Linked DNA regions of Zea mays: all the other regions are linked to region 1. The links are chromatin contacts, called in public Hi-C maps. All regions are on one chromosome and are shown on one strand. The core of a region is the stretch at or near the end of the contact, and the rest is flanking DNA. Distances in the headings are between cores, read along the strand shown.

Region 1 (3,274 bases), core at 277-2,776:
AACTCAGAAAAAGTGACAACTATTCATATAAGTGAATATCAAATCTTCTCCTTGAGAATTCATGCAAGTAAACTCAGAATTCAATGTCTAGACTGAAAGAGCAACTGTTTTTTGCCCATCAAGTTGATATTTACTACTACAAAAACCAGTTTCACATTAATTCACAAGATCATGTTTATATGGTGGTGAAGAGCAGGCCTAGCGCAATGGTAAGCGCTGTCTCACTAAGTCATCAGGTCACAGGTTGGAAACAGCCTAAAAACCAGTTTCACATTAATTCACAAGATCATGTTTATATGGTGACGAAGGCCTGCCTAGTGCAACGGGGAGAACTGTGTCACCAGGTCAGGTTTCTAAGCAGCTTCTCCACATTTGTGGAGGGAAGGGTTGCCTCAGTTTACCACTTTACCCTATCACCAGACGCCTTATATGAGAGGCTCCAGTACTGGGTCTGTCTTTTTATTTTGTATCGTGTCTATATGATGACAAACATAACAAGCAACACAGTTGCACAGAACACATAGAACAAAAGGCCTTTGGTAACTGAGACTCTGATTTATTTATATTATTCGCCTTGCTGTCAAGGTCAAATATCAACAGAGAATAACTGCAAACAAATGAAGCGATGTGCTTTATATTGACAACAATATGATAGCATACTGTAGGGCTTAAACTAGTGACTCGAACCACAATGCCATATCCTGATTGAGTCCCCTCAATAAGCAATAACTGAAAGAGAGAACTCTTACAACAATTCCCACCTACCTGTTTTCGGCTAATTTTCTTGGCATTCTCTTCTTGCCATTCGCGGTACATGGCGAAAAGCTCAGCTAGGACATTTGGGTTCAGATTTCCTACAAATAAATTAGCGTGACATTGTAAGCTTCAACAACAATAATGGAAATGCAACAATGCTTGATGCAAATTATTTCGAGTACAGCGTGCTTCCAATTAGTCAATTATATACCCAAACACTACTATGTAAAATCTCGCCTGCACAGTAACATACAAACTAACCAAAATAGCGTCCTGGCTGGCAGCCACTCACCAGAGGTGGCTGAGGAGTTAGAGGGCTTCCCGACGAGGATATCCGTGAGGCTGCTCTCTGCTTCCGCTTCAGATTGGGAGCTCAATAGCGGAGGAGCCTACAAATCCTCAACATCGTAACACCAGTCAGAAGCGTTAATATCAGGCCTTACTATAGTGAGATATCAGGAGACGAGAGTTCAGGACTTACTATGGTGAGAGACCGGATACGGCGGACGAGGGGATCGGCGTCGGCGTCGTCGCGCCGGCCCTCGGACACCGTCGTGATCTCATCCGCCCACTGAGGCCGCGGCTGCTGAAGCTGCTGCCTAGATAGGAGAGATTCGGACGCCCCCATGAGACGGAGCTCTAGCGCAGTCGGGGATAGACGGAGGACGGCGGCGGGGAACCGCCGGAGCTGCCCGGGTGCGGCCGCCGGACTAGGATGCAGGCGAGAGGCAAACGGTTCTACTGGCAAGTGGCAGCCTATTAAGTTGGGCCTTTTAGCTTGGACAATGGTGTCGATTGAGTTAGGCCGAAAAGTTAACTTACCGGGCCAAACCAAATGTCTCGTCTCAGATCTAGCCCAAACTTGTTGCCATGGATACATTGCGAAAGGAAGAAATTCATTCTGCTTTCTTTAGCTATCGCGAAGGTAACTGATCTCTCATCTCTGGACACTTGACCTACGATTTGTAGGGGAAAAATGACAGCCATATAACAATATCACCAGTTCACCGTCCGCCCCGCCATTAAAATAGCTATGTAATAAATAAAGTAACGAGTGATACGATATGTTCATATATTATCGCTATCTGACCCAAGACAGACCAAAAAAATGAACTCGGCTTGGGCCTGTTCGGTTGTCCAGAATTGGACCTAGAATTATTCCACCGGATAAAATCTTATATAAAATAGGTAAACAATCCAGTCACGAATAGTTCCAAGCCATCATTCCTGAGCAACCGAACAACCCTTAGGCCTTGTTCGTTTCTGCCGGATTGGTGGATCGGAACGATTCCTGACCGGATTGCTTCTCTAATTTATATAAATTTTGATTAGCTGGAACGATTCCGGGTGCAATCCGACGGAAACGAACAAGGCCTTAGGCTGGATCCAATACACCTGGCTATTGTTTTACCATCTGAAACGTCACTATCATCCACACTATCGATCATCGTCGGTCTTCATTTATTAAAATGTACAGTCTTTATTGTTAACCTAAAGTCATCTCAATTTTTATTTTAAAGATTGTTATGTAAAATGAAACATGGTATTTTATTTAGAAAAAATCATCTAATCACATAATTAAGAAAAAATACATAATTCGATAAAAAATAAACATAAAAAATAAAAATTACATAGTTCATAAAAAAGTGATACAATATTATTGCTCATTATTATTGTCTTCCTCCATATCTTCTGTATTTTCTTTCTCATGTAATTTTAATTGCTTGATCAATACACAATAATTTCACCAGTGTAGGATGGGATTTCTTTGTACCTATACACAATAAATTCATTAATAATTCATGTTGCATGTGTCCTAAATTTCAAATGCATTAAGGATTTCCTAGTCTTACTACCTTCTTCCTTGATACATATGGCTTATTATTGCATAAGGGTAGTTTGGCTAGTGCTTAATTTAATTATACTTGATCTATACCTGATTAATGGTTTAGTGCACAGATGTAAAAGGTGATTTTTAGACGCACAGAATCAGAGACTAGAGCATGTCTTTTCTTATGATGCTCTAAATTCCTCTCTCCAACGACTCATCTGTAAGCAAAATTTGGGACTTATAGTGAAGCCGAGTGCTTATTATAGCTCTGGGTTTAGTCAAGTATAGAGACCTTGTCTAATATTCTAGTGGATGAATAGTACAACATCTAGCTTATGTGTATAGCTAGGAGGTGATATGTTTTGAATAAAGGGTATTGTGGCATTTGAAAGGTGTTCGTATAAGCTAGCAATTTACTAGATAAATTTCTGAAAAACTAAATAGTTAAACCTAACATACACCTTGGAAGTGTATAATGAGAGTATTTAAGCCTATCATAAGGTAATTCATGACTCTCGCTATAAAGTGTGAAAATTATATACCAGTCATGCCCATGGTTACGAGTGGCTCAAAAAACCCATATATTGATCATGTGGTTTCTACTTGGGTCAATCATAACTAAACACAATATATTGTTAAAAGTTTGACTTATTAAAATGCTCATGCAGCAAGCCATTATCTATCGGT
Region 2 (3,248 bases), core at 623-3,122, 220 kb after region 1:
GTTGAGTCCCTCTTCACGTTCCCTCCTCCTGGTGGCGGCAGCGGTCAAAGTTCTAACTATCCAAGTGGTGGCCATCCCTAAATATGGTGTTTTGTCGTATTTGTTTTTTAACTCGTGCACACTTTGTTTTCGTGAACTAAACAATTTAAATTAACTCGTTGTTCCTATTTAAAATGTTTGTGTAAACTATGTTGGTGATGTGAAGTTTGTGATGTGTGAATTGATTATCAATGTATGTGTTTGTAATGTGTCTGTTCTGTATATATATGTTATGTGTGCAATTGTGGAGAAATAATGACCTCATCTGGTGCTGGTTTTGCAGCAGTATAGGTTAATCCCCGTCGGCTATGGTCAAACCGATGGGAATTAACAATTAATGCACGTCGGCCCAGTAACTCCCGTCGGCCAGACAGGGCCGACATGCATTAATTTGTAATCCCCGTCGGCCAGCGGTAGCCGACGGGAGTTACTCGGCCGATGTGCATTAATTGGTAATCCCCGTCGGCCAGCCGTAGCCGACAGGAATTACTAATTCCCGTCAGTGCCCGACGAGAATAAGCATATCCCCAACATCTGATGCCCGTCGGCTTAGGGTCGACGGGAATTAACCATATACCGACGAGAATTAGTAATCCCTATCGGTTTAGTGCTTATTCCCGTCGGTTCTGAGTCGGCGGGAATTAATTGGATTCTTGTAGTGATGCACTGAGTTTTTACTATAATTTTAACAAGTAAAATGACTAACTTGGATAAAAAAATGTTTCGTGGGGCGGGTACATGGGGAACGTGGACGGTCCTCGTGAACTACGGGGATTAAATTTTCTCCATTTAAATCCCCGCGGGGACTAAATTAGTCTCATACCCATCCCCTAATAGGGGAATTTTCCGCGGGGAATTGGGGATCGAGTCCCCATTGTCATCTCTACTCTGCGCACGTCTGGATGGTCGCGCCTGGGGCCCGAACGGTTCACGATGGCGCAGAGGGTCTTATTTTTCACAGCAGACCTAGATCTTGCCTCTCGGGAGGGATCCCGTCGGGGAGGAGAGATCCTAGGGTGTGTCTTGGTGTCAGCAGGCCACCCAAGACGCTTCTAATCGATGTAGAACCGAAGAAATGCGAAGATTTAAGGTAGAGGAAGGCTAAACTAGAGCTACTCCTAATACAAAATGTAAAAACGATAAGTAAATTTGATCTGATCGAATGTGGGGGTTCAATCGGCCGTAGCCCTTTATATATATAAATGAGAGATCTGAACCCGTTACATGTCGTTTACCGAGTTAATCTCGTAGATTTAGCTAACAAATCCCACAAGAAAATCGAAATCCTAACCGATTCTACACACAAGCGGACCATCCATGCCATCACCGCGGATCATCCGGCCTAGCGTCCCCTGCCCAAAAGTGGGCTCAACAAGCCTAAATACATATAATTTATACCACGTGCAACACATTTATTCATCCATATCACATGTCATGCAAGGCATAAGCATCATGTTAACTTAGTTATACTGACATACATTTATGAGTTGAGATGTCCAGGATGTGAGCGCATGAGCCCATTGTCCATTCAGGACCAAGACAGGCTACTAAGCACTTTCTACATAACTTGTATGTGCTAACTATAGCATGCTTATATGGCTCTCTCCAAAGTTCAAAGCTAGCTCAAATCTTTTGATTTAATAAAACTTAAATTTGTTTGATTTCAGATAAACTGATAATTTTTATAATATTTAGAGTGAGTTGAAAACAGAAACTGGCCGCAAATCCACCTCAAGCCTTTTGATTTGACCTAAAAAAAAGAAGCCCCCACAAACACCACTCCACACTAGTGCACTGTCTCTCTCCAAAGGCAGCTGCATTGGCCTCCAGCCTTTTCCCTACTGTGCCGCGCGCCCTCCCTTCTCTCTAATGATAGCATAGGGAGAGAAGGCATACTCCGAGGCATCCTTCTCCTTTCCCTCTCCTTCCCCAAACCCTTTTCCTCTTTCCCTCGCCCCAAGAACTTCATCTCATCTCCAGGCGCCCCTTTTGCGCTTGCGCAGGAGGAGCTCACGGGGACAGTGGGCGGAGAGCTCGATCGCTGCACCACTACTTCACTGGAGGTCCGCCCACTCCCATGGAGGAGATCACCCAACACTTTGGAGTTGGCGCAAGCAGCCACGGCCATGGCCACGGCCAGCACCACCATCATCACCACCACCACCACCCGTGGGCATCCTCCCTCAGCGCCGTCGTAGCGCCGCTGCCGCCGCAACCGCCAAGCGCAGGCCTGCCGCTGACCCTGAACACGGTGGCGGCCACTGGGAACAGCGGCGGTAGCGGCAACCCGGTGCTGCAGCTTGCCAACGGTGGCGGCCTCCTCGACGCATGCGTCAAGGCGAAGGAGCCCTCGTCGTCGTCTCCCTACGCAGGCGACGTCGAGGCCATCAAGGCCAAGATCATCTCGCACCCACACTACTACTCGCTCCTCACTGCCTACCTCGAGTGCAACAAGGCAAGCAAGACTAGTAGCCGCAGTCTAACAATAGCTCTCCTGCTTCCGGTTCAGCTACTGCTGCTAGCGAAGTTTGGCCACATCTGATGTCAAGAGCATGGCGCATGCACATACTTTCTGCTTGCTTTTACATAGCATACTATAGTTTATGCATGCTGCTCATGTAGACATGTGCATCTGGTGTTCGGAACTTTCTCAAACGGCCGTGGGTGTTTGCAGGTGGGGGCACCACCGGAGGTGTCGGCGAGGCTGACGGAGATAGCGCAGGAGGTGGAGGCGCGGCAGCGCACGGCGCTCGGCGGCCTGGCCGCTGCGACGGAGCCGGAGCTGGACCAGTTCATGGTGAGGCATCTTTAGGTTTATTTCACGCGCGCGCAGCGCACCATTATTAGTCGTTTTCAGCTCGGGCTCGGATTTAATTTGCGTGTATATATGGTAGGAGGCGTACCACGAGATGCTGGTGAAGTTCAGGGAGGAGCTGACGAGGCCGCTGCAGGAGGCGATGGAGTTCATGCGAAGGGTGGAGTCGCAGCTGAACTCGCTTTCCATCTCCGGAAGGTCGCTGCGCAACATCCTTTCATCTGGTACTGAAGTTGCTGCGGCCCATGCCCCTCTTATTTTATATTAGATGATTTCTTGGATCGGTTGTCGCCTCATGCAGCGATGCATGCCCTCCCTCTTGTTAAAATCTTCCTGTCCTCTCCTTCGTCTTGCTGTCCTCTTTCTTGGTTGAGCATATGTTGATGGGTTTTTT
Region 3 (3,390 bases), core at 669-3,168, 250 kb after region 1:
TCCCCAAAAACATCAAAAATACTACGTTGACCCTAAGGGTGTGTTTGGAAATGCAGTTTTGAAGTATTTTAGTTTTGAGATACCATAGTCTACAATTGTACATGACATAAACACTACGATATTACTTTACCACAGTAAAACCACAGTGTTGTTTAAAACCGAGATCTGTTTGGTTCCATTGGAAAAACAAAGTATATGTAGAGAGAAAAGAAGAAAACTGAGGTCTTGAGTGTAGTTTCGAAAACTCTAAAAATATCACGGTTTTAGGTTAAACCATGGTATTTAAGAACTGTGTTTTGTCTGTACAAACCAAACACATTTTGAGTTCCAAAGTTATAGTATCATCAAATATCATAGTATTTTTTTCAAAACTACAAAAAATACTACACTTTCAAATAGGGCCTAAATGGTTTCCATATGACCAAATACCTGGTGTTGTTTTAAAGTCGTAAAAATACTAAGCTTCTAAACCGGACCTAAATGGCCTAAGCGGTTAAGCATAAGCAGTATAGGAGGGCTTGTTACTTGTGCAACATATTACATTTAGGCTGCAGCATGTTTATTCTTCGATCAGATTGTTTTGTTTGGACAGCGGCAGCGACAATCTCGGACGAGTGCTACACACACACCCAATGAATGGATCAAGATGCGATGAAGTCGTCCATGAACTAGCTTGGCAAGCTTTTCGCACCAAATATATTTTGGGTGGATACTACACTCTAGTTTTTTTGCGACTCAGGCCCTCTTTGGAACAAATAAAAAAAATCTAAATCCTACATTTTTCTATGTTTTTAAACTAATTTCTAAAAATTCTTATATCATTTCTATAAAATTCAGGTATTTCAAAGGAGCCCTCAATAAAGGACTAGTGCTTTGGAATGCCATCGGCTGTCTGTCGTGCAGAGAACCCATGCATCGCGGGAATTACGACTATTGACTTCCTGTCGAGTGAAATATCATATGACGCTGCTGCTCTAGTGCCGTGTATGTAGCAGGTTTCACAGCTTGACCAGAACCTCCTTTCCCCCCCCCCCCCCCCCCCCCCCCCAACGATATTATTGCTAGCTAGGACTAGGACGGAGGATCCAAAAGCGTAGTAGTAAAACCGAAGAAGAAGAAAAAACATGTCTTTTTACAAGTATCGAAAGAAAGAAAAAACTTTGTGAAAAACATGTTTTTGCAGCCGGCAGGTGTGAAGGACTACACTACACTACTACTCTGCTCCTACTCTACTACTAGCGCCATTCAGCTGTCCATTGAAATCCTTGGACCTCTCCTCTCTCTGCGCTCGCTTTCGGCAGGGGTGGGGGAGAGAATCTGCACAGGACACGCCCCCGTGGCCCGCTTCGTTTGGCTGGCACTGGCAGCAAGGATCGTTCCTTCCATGCAATGCGATGCGATGCGATGCAAAGCCGCCTCGCCCTCGCTTGCGTCTCCGGTTTCCCCTGCCTCGCTTCCTCCCTCAGACCCACCACACTGCTTCAGTGCTTCAGCTCATCGTGTGCCGAGAATCGCAAAGTTGTTTTTCCTTTCTCATGGAGCGGCGGCCGGGCGCTTGCTCCGTCGAAGGACCACAGCAATCCGTGCCCACTGCCCCCCTCCCCTGATCGTGCAAGGCTCATGTCGTTTTCGCAATGCCAGCTCTCGTGTCTGCGGCACCACCAGTCCACCACCTCAGCTTTCGCTCCGGCCGGCTTCTCTCTCACTCTCTCTCTCTCAACTTCAGCTTTTGAGCTCGCTGCTGGCTGCTGCCGAAGCAATGGCCGGCGGGGGGGGCCTTTATGGCCTCAGCGCATTCAATGACCTGATCCACGGTTGTACACTGCTGTACATCACCTCCTGCCCGGCTGCCCCCCCCTCTATCTCTCTCCCTCGCTTTCTTCTCTGAACCGACACTCTCTCTCTCGTGGTCGCGGAGTACGTACGTACAGTACGTGCTCTACTCGTATTGATTCTGAACAACCACAGGCACAAGGAACCCCTGCCCATGTGAACAGTGACCATGTTGGTGGCGCTGCTGTCCGTCCATCCTCTGTGATCGATATAAACCGGGCACCCTACCTACTGTTGCCGACCTCATTTCAGACAGTGGCTAGCTAGCTAGGCGACGTTCAGTGAAGCTCCGAGCCGAGCTCTCATGGAACTCCAGCTCTACCACTCCACCACAACCCTCCTCCTGCCGCTGCTGCTGCTTCTTCTTCTCCTGCTACCCTCTTCTTCTTCCTCCTCCTCTCACGGCCTGCGCTCTGCCGACGGTAAAAAAAAACATCTTTCGTTCGCCTGCCTAAAAACCTCTAGTAGTCCCACTCCTATCCCCTCACCTCTATGCCTTCGATTCGTAGACGTTGTTTACGCAAGTGCGCCGCTTTCTTCTTGATTATTGCAGGTAGTAGAGCGCCGCATTACCGGCTCAAGGATCCGCGTCCACCAAAGGTCAGTGCCGTCATCTCGAGTCCATCTCCATCTCTCTCTCTCTCTGTCTCTGTCTCTGTCTCTGTCTCTGTCTCTGTCTCTGTCTCTCAACCCCGCCAACCAATTGCAATTGCTTGTGCTGTTGGGCAAATGCCGGGTGCAGCAGATCGGCGACGGCGAGGGGGCGGCGACGGCGGAGTCGCTGATCGGGTCGAGGCCGCCGCGGTGCGACGGCAAGTGCGCGCCGTGCGGGCGGTGCGAGGCGGTGCAGGTGCCGGTGGCGCCGCGGGCCGACAGCCGCGGGGGCGAGCCCCGGCGCCGCGGAGGGCTGTTCGGCAGCGCCGAGGAGAGCTACACCGACTACAAGCCTCTCAACTGGAGGTGCCGCTGCGCGGACCGGCGAGCACTGGACCCGTGATCGATCCGGATGCTGCGATTGCGATCCCCTCGTCAGGTCTCCAGCTGCTGCTGCTGATGAGCCCATTGGTGTACTGTACTTACGTGTTTTTTCTTTTCTTTGGAGGAACTGTTGCTGGTGAATGGTCGATCGATCCATGGCCAGGAGGATTGTTTGGCAAACGTTCTCGTCTCTATTCTGTAGCTAGGCTTTTGGATTTTTGGTAGTGGTAGGCAGCTAGGCATAGGCTTCGGCAATTTGTCTGGTGATCGATAATCACTTGAAAAACCTGCTGCTTAGACTGCTTGCTTTGACATTAATCTGGGTGTGGCTATAGGTTCTACAGTATTTCAGGTCAACCGAATATGTTACTCTCTGTCTCACTCACTATTTTAAAATACACTTTATAAATAATATACGGTGCAAAACAGTAATTTGTATTGCCGTTTACACGACATGGTGGTGGAGAGAGTTCGAGTTCTTATTATTGAACGGATATTTTGCTGGCCATGCAGAAATGTCCAAGGTTAGTTGACTACTGATGTGCATGACGAGTTGAACTCGTGTACTAGCAACAGGCT

What was found. Hi-C and Micro-C count contacts between places; a contact is called where the count stands out from the background.
Region 2: a Hi-C map of tassel shows a contact between it and region 1, with 3 times the contacts expected there. The contact joins the promoter of LOC542391 here to the promoter of LOC100501429 in region 1. A contact is called at or near these places in 16 of 25 Hi-C or Micro-C datasets (bundle sheath, ear, endosperm and 4 more) and 1 of 3 datasets of contacts at active chromatin or transcription factors (leaf).
Region 3: a Hi-C map of tassel shows a contact between it and region 1, with 4 times the contacts expected there. The contact joins the promoter of LOC100276967 here to the promoter of LOC100501429 in region 1. A contact is called at or near these places in 2 of 25 Hi-C or Micro-C datasets (leaf and tassel).

Annotation. Positions count from the first base shown.
Region 1 is chr1:278,067,353-278,070,626 of Zm-B73-REFERENCE-NAM-5.0, reverse strand. LOC100501429 reads right to left here and starts at 1,526. Exons shown (of 5, transcript XM_008667120.3): 1 at 1,238-1,526; 2 at 1,049-1,145; 3 at 766-854. The coding sequence starts at 1,384.
Region 2 is chr1:277,847,682-277,850,929 of Zm-B73-REFERENCE-NAM-5.0, reverse strand. It overlaps LOC542391 (knotted 1), which reads left to right and starts at 1,872. Exons shown (of 5, transcript NM_001279733.2): 1 at 1,872-2,494; 2 at 2,714-2,836; 3 at 2,934-3,078. The coding sequence starts at 2,117.
Region 3 is chr1:277,813,428-277,816,817 of Zm-B73-REFERENCE-NAM-5.0, reverse strand. It overlaps LOC100276967, which reads left to right and starts at 1,918. Exons shown (of 3, transcript NM_001150652.2): 1 at 1,918-2,255; 2 at 2,387-2,433; 3 at 2,579-3,123. The coding sequence starts at 2,138. The coding sequence ends at 2,830.